Linked DNA regions of Zea mays: region 2 is linked to region 1. The links are chromatin contacts, called in public Hi-C maps. All regions are on one chromosome and are shown on one strand. The core of a region is the stretch at or near the end of the contact, and the rest is flanking DNA. Distances in the headings are between cores, read along the strand shown.

What was found. Hi-C and Micro-C count contacts between places; a contact is called where the count stands out from the background.
Region 2: a Hi-C map of tassel shows a contact between it and region 1, with 3 times the contacts expected there. The contact joins the promoter of LOC542591 here to the enhancer-like site in region 1. A contact is called at or near these places in 4 of 25 Hi-C or Micro-C datasets (ear, leaf and tassel).

Annotation. Positions count from the first base shown.
Region 1 is chr6:91,811,149-91,814,350 of Zm-B73-REFERENCE-NAM-5.0, forward strand. It overlaps LOC100280338, which reads left to right. Exons shown (of 41, transcript NM_001362453.1): 39 at 53-103; 40 at 238-423; 41 at 512-1,061. The coding sequence ends at 760. Among protein-coding and RNA genes, the nearest start is that of LOC100280338, 18 kb to the left of the region's middle. Within about 2 kb of position 1,708, at least 17 of the 20 cell types and tissues checked have an H3K27ac peak or open chromatin away from gene starts, as enhancers often do. A contact at or near this core is called in ear, leaf and tassel, where this site is marked.
Region 2 is chr6:92,122,047-92,125,248 of Zm-B73-REFERENCE-NAM-5.0, forward strand. LOC542591 (terminal acidic SANT 1) reads left to right here and starts at 1,713. Exons shown (of 5, transcript NM_001112127.1): 1 at 1,713-2,392; 2 at 2,946-3,202. The coding sequence starts at 1,765.

The DNA.
Region 1 (3,202 bases), core at 458-2,957:
CTGCTCTACGCTGGTGCGGTCTTTTTTTTTCTAACTAATGCGCCTTTTCCAGGTTTATTGCTTCTCATGGGTTGTAATTTTTGTGATTTTGCTCGTTATGAAGGTAAAAAAACATATTGGTCTCTGGCTGATATAATTTAGCAAGATTTTCTTAATCTATACAATACTATGTAGCTAACGTTGCACAGCTCTGGAAATGCTGTATCAGTGGTAAGTTAGTTGTATCTTGTTTTGCAGACCGTATCAGTGGGCAGGAGAAGGTTCAGTGCAGAGTTCCAGCTAGTGTTCCGGTTGATCAAGGGTCTGATATTTATAACATTTACAGCCATCGTGGTAATCCTAATAGCGATCCCTGGCATGACGGTGCTGGACATATTTGTTTGCATCCTTGCTTTCATGCCCACTGGATGGGGTTTGCTGCTGGTCAGTAGCTGAACTGAACATACATTCTTGTATTGGTCGTCCCTTTTGGTTGGTGGGTGATCGACGTGATCTTTGACCTGTGTTGCAGATTGCCCAAGCGATCCGGCCTGTGATCCACAAGACTGGGCTCTGGGGCTCGATCAAGGCTCTTGCCCGGGGCTACGAGATCCTGATGGGACTTCTCCTGTTCACGCCCATCGCCTTCCTCGCCTGGTTCCCGTTCGTGTCGGAATTCCAGACCAGGATGCTGTTCAACCAGGCGTTCAGCAGAGGTCTGCAGATCTCCCGTATCCTGGGAGGACACAAGAAAGACCGAGGGACCCGGAACAAAGAATAGGGCTGGGCTGCTGCTGATTCAAGGTTTGTGTGCGCCACTAGTATTTATGTGTGAATGGGTGGGTAGCATATGGCTCGAGAGTATCTCCTGAATGGAGATTGATTGATCCTGAAGAGTAGAAGAGACTCGAGTGATGTAAGATGCTGCAGGCTTGTTGCTTTGTTACCTAGGCGTTAGGCAGAACAGATGTTTTCAGGATCTCTGGCCTGTTAACCACATCTTCCCCTGTTCAGAGTGAATTAATTCCTAATGGAAACTGATTTGTGAATTACTTCCTAATAGAGGAGTGCTTCCAAACTGATTTCATGTGTGTGCTGTGATATTGTTTAGCATATAGTATTTTAAATGTAGCTTTGAATTTTCATTCTTTCGCAACAAAAAATGAATAGGACAAGCTGGTCAAACTTGAAAAAAAAAGTTAAACGGGTTATAATTTGGGACGGAGGGAGTATGATTTGAGAACCTCATCAAATAGTCTTGCCATCCAAAAATAGTAATCGTACTAGGATTTTAATCAATTTTTATAAAATTTTATATCATAAAAAACACCTCTAAAATGGTATCAATTTTTAGCTACCGACTTTATATAAGAGAGTTTAGTGGTCTAAATTCTAGTTTGTATGGTTTTTTTAATCATCGAATACGATTGACATTCTTAGACGATGCAAACATTTATGAAGCAATTTTGGCAAAAAAAAGTGCAAAACCAGTTTGGAACCGCTTTAAGTCTTGACAGGGAGATGATTTGAACAAATTTAAGAGCTCAGGCGGTGAGGTGTCTGATTTTTTAGAGTCCGAGAAGAAGAAGAAAAGAGACTACTAATGTTTAAGAATACATAATAAGAAAGAAAAAATGATTAACAAATTGAAGGTTTGACATGTGTCCCGTGCCAGTTGTACAGTAGGATGTGGTGGCTAATTTGGGCTCGTGGGTGGGCCTGGCCTTTAAAGTGCGAGTTGGGCCGCTAGCTAACTAACTTTAGCTTCAGCGCATGCGAAAAGGTCTTCGATGACGAGTTCATCAAAGATGGCACGCTCAATCTGCCTCCCAACAGCGTGAACGTCGTGGTGCAGCACCTCCGCCCACATGCACCTCCGGACCTCATACGCCGCCATGCCTTAGTATCGTCTGCACTCCATTGTCACACCCGATTTTGAAGGCAAAACCGAATGTATAACATATATATGTCAGGATCAATTTTTACATATATGTTGACGTTACAAGTGTAATATATTAAAAGACAATACAATAAAGACGTAATGAGAGTAGAGTAACTTTATTACATCATACAGACATAAGTGTCTTAAATAGTATCATCATCAAAGTACAACAGATAAAACATGGACGGTCTTCCACAGGAAGATGACTGCGCGCTTCGTTAGACTTAGTACTCGTCAACATTATTTGTAAACTCTTCTTCATCTCTCTGATCAAAATATTAGCAAGGGATTAGCTCACTTATGGTCGGGGCTCAGCAAGTGGGAGGAGTAATGCATTTTTAACAAGGTAGGCTATGGATAAGCGGTAAGCATTTTCGTTGATCCATATTTTATTAACAACGCCTGACTTACTAATTGTAAGTGTATCCCAAAATATCTCAATTAAACATAAGCATATGATTATATCAAAAACACTCAAGTGAAACCACTTAAACAAACCATTTATAAATCAACGGATCACGATTTATTTTCCATCTTTAAATTCAATTATCATGTGAGGGTCCAGGTTGCTCTTAACTGTGAGCACAACTGACATATCAGTTTTACACTCTGCAGAGGTGGTACAACTTTACCCACAAGCCATATATCCCCTCTAGCCTGGGTTGCACGGACCCGTAAACATTGTCGAGGTGAATGACTAGGGATCCATTATGAGGTTTTCACAAAATATTCTTAGTACAAAGCCACCCGCTAAGGTTTCCACGTCAGTATTAATGGCCATCTGGGCGAGTTAACTTAGCCAAGACTACCACCCCATGTTAACATGAGCTGCCACCAAACCACTATCGCCCCCTCTTGCTCATCTTTTAGGTGGGGTTGCTAAGCACTAAGTCTATAGACCTAATTACCAAAGCCAAAGCTATTATAGCACTCGTGGTTGCACTGTTATCCTGGGTGGTCAATCCATGTTCCATTTAATATGAAATGATCTTGTTTAACCATCGGGTTAACATCATAAAACAAATTTCATCTACTGAACAATAATATCATTAAAGAGTGACATCATAATTATCAAGTTGAGCAATAGCACAAATTGCTAAGCATAGTATTTATCCCAAGGTAATCAAGGAATAGGGTTGGTATTTCTAGGAAATCCTATTTAGGCAAATCCCATCAAATTATGCAAATATCCGAAAAGTAAACATTATTGTATGCATTACTTGGGTACAAACAGAAATGCAGAGGGAGAATTCACTTGCCTTGCTCGAACGTGTCCTGCGG
Region 2 (3,202 bases), core at 463-2,962, 310 kb after region 1:
ACACGCTGCAACCACTGTAACAAGAGTACGATGAGTTCTAGGCGTGGGTTAGCGGCAAACCCCCAGTCGGCTGCCTGTGACGACCGAGTTTAGCTACGTTTCATTTTTCGCACTTTGATAATTGTTAATGACTATGTGGATGTCTCGGACATCATGATGTAATCAACTATTACCCTCTTTTATGTTATTATTCGAGCATTGTGTGATGATGTCTGGTTTTGTAACTACTGTATACGTGAATTACTTATCATGGCACGTACATGGTTCATATTCGGTTTGCCTTCTAAAAATGGGTGTGACAAATAAAATCTCCCTATTCATTTTATTTTTCAAGGCATTTTGAGATTTTTTTAGCTTTCTACAAATCTTCAGTTGAACATGGAAGGGCTCTGCTTACCTTCTACCAAGGGCTATCAAGCCTTCGGTCGGGACAGAGCGGGGCAGGCGACACAAGCGGGTGTGGCGCGGGCGGCGCCGGTGGAGCGTGGTTGGCGGCGTGAAGCGGCGGTAGGGCGGTTAGAGAAAGGAAAAGGAGACAATAGAGAAAGGAGACGATGCTCGCATATAAATCTTAGCTCGACGTCAAGATCTGTGGCGCTGAACTAGGGTGCCACGTGGGTTGTCCCGTTAGCCCTGTCTGTCACCGCAGCAACTATCTCAGCGTCATAGATTATGGCGATGAGATGTGTTGCCTCGGCGCTACGATCATAGCGCCAAACATAAGGTCTAAAAACAACTTAATGGGTCTAAACGTATTTTTTTAAAAATGGCTAAAATACAAAAAAATATCAGACCATATGGAGGCCACTATAGGTGTACATTTGAGCCGGGCCTGATGGGCCGTCCCGAAGCACGGCCCATGTATGGCACGACCCGAAATAATTTAGTGTCGGGCTGGCACGGCCCGTTATATCGGGCCGGGTTTGGGCCGAGGTCACGGCCCATGGGCGGGCACGAGCACGACCCGTTTAAGGCAGACACGAAATGGCCCATATAGAGGCACGAAAAGGCCCATATATTTATTAAAACCACACTTTATTCCACACTTTCATATACTTGATAAAGAACACAAAGCTAGAGATAATGTTAGTTAGATGTTTTTTGTAGCTTTGAATTAGAGTGTGTGATGTAATTTTACTTTTGTTATGAATATTAGACAATAAACTGAACTTATGAACTTTGTATAGAGCTGATTATACTCTTTTTCCTTCTAACAAAATGATTTATAAACGAGGTTGTCATTGCATAGCTATGGTAACTTTAATACAAATATTAAGTTTGATTTTGTTTAAATTTATTTGTCTTATCTTTTATTTGTTTTATTATTTTTTTGAATTTAGGGCTCTAATGTGAATTTTGGGCCAAAAACTGAATTTCGGACCAAAAATTGAATTTCGGGCTCTAATGTAAATTTCGGGTCGTTCGAAATGAGTCCAACACATTTAAGTAATTATGGGCTGGATCACGGGACGAGGGCTAGACCTATGGGCTGGCCCGATATAGCCCGAATTTCAAACGAGTCAGGCTAACCCGAAATTCAAATAATACAGATCTTTTTGGGCTTGAGTCGGGTCGGGCGGGCGGGCGGCCGGAATGTACACTTGTAGAGGCCACCCTGCGAGACGAGCCCAGCCTACCACTACCACTCTCGATTACCAGCCCTCTCGCCTTCTCCGCTCCTCCGTCGTCGCCGAACCCCATGGCCCCAAAACCCTAAACTGAGCCCGCCGCTGCTTCTCCAGTCCGCACGAAGCGCCCCACAAAATGCCGCGGCTGACGCCGGCGCACGCCACCCTCATCCTGGACCACGTCCTGGGCGATCCCTCGATCCCCACCGCAGTCACCATCGCGTTAATCGCTGGGATCCCCTCTCCCTCCGATCCGACCCCGCGCCTCCGCCGCGGGGTCCTTCTCCGCCGCCTCGCCACCGACCCCGTATCCGAATCCTCTCTCGAAACCCTCCACCTCCTGGCCTCGCTCCCGGCCTGCGCCTCCCCCATCGCAGCCGCCCACATCGCCGTCGCGGCATTCCTCGCGGCCTCCGCGCCCGACTTCGACGCCGTCGCCAGGGCTCTCTTCGCGCGCCCCGACGGCCGCGCGCGCCAAGCGGTCCACGGCGGAAGTTCCCCCGCGCTCGCATCCGACGATGCCATCGCCACAGTAGACCAGTTCGAGGCTGCCGTCGGGATGTCCTCCTCTCAGACCATCCTCAGGGTCCTGTGGGGCAACCGGGCCGCCGTGGAGGAGCGGGTCCAGGAGCTCCTCGCTGCTGAATGGGCCGCGATTGGCCCGTCGCGGCTCGAGGCGTTGGCTATGCGGATCGTCGGGGATGGGGCCGTCGATACATGGGGTGCCGCAGATGAGGCCATGCGTGCCAATTTGCGCATCTTGGGTGAGGACCCATTTTTTGGGTGGATTTTGCAGCAGCGTTGTGATCAAGAAACTAGTGTGTAGTGGGACTTTTCTGTATTTTTGTGATATAGTAAAAATGAGAAGGAATTTAGAGGTCATATTTTATCTTGGCTCTATGAAGCAACCATGGGTTGAAGCTATCCCAAACAGACCTTATATTTTGACTGTACTCCATCCTTGCTAATTTTGCTGCTTTTAGTTTCTTGTTTATCATATATCAAACTACATGATTTCAATCTTGTGAATACTTTTGATGGCACCACTGCAATATTTTAATGGGTTCATATCTTTGATGATGCTTTCAGTTAGTTTAGGATCCTCTTGTATGCCTGCATCTATGCTTCTTATTGATTTTGCAATTCTATGCATCCTTGTAGAGCATTTTGAGTTTCATCTCTTTGGGACAGCTCTAGGTCTAAATGTGCATTGTTAGCTGCTAGATGTTTTATGTTTTCTAATTTGCTATGATTCTGGTGTCCGCAAGGTCGCGGACTTCGTAGCCTATAATTGATTATATGATATGAAACTTACAGCTGGGGAAGCAAAAACGCGCGAGATTCTCGACAAACTTGAAAAAACTACCTGCAACACAAATCCAATTTCAACACCAGCTGTTGAGAAGGTGATGGATGCGCTCAAAGCAAGCTGTGCTGACCTCCACAGCATTGTGGAGGATCCCCTTCCAGCTGCAAAGGCAGTTGCAGATGAGTTATTGACTGCGAGGATGGAAAAATTAGTTAGCCTGAATGCCCAAGAAGTAGGAGGGCAGCCAACAACTTGTGGCGTTGCA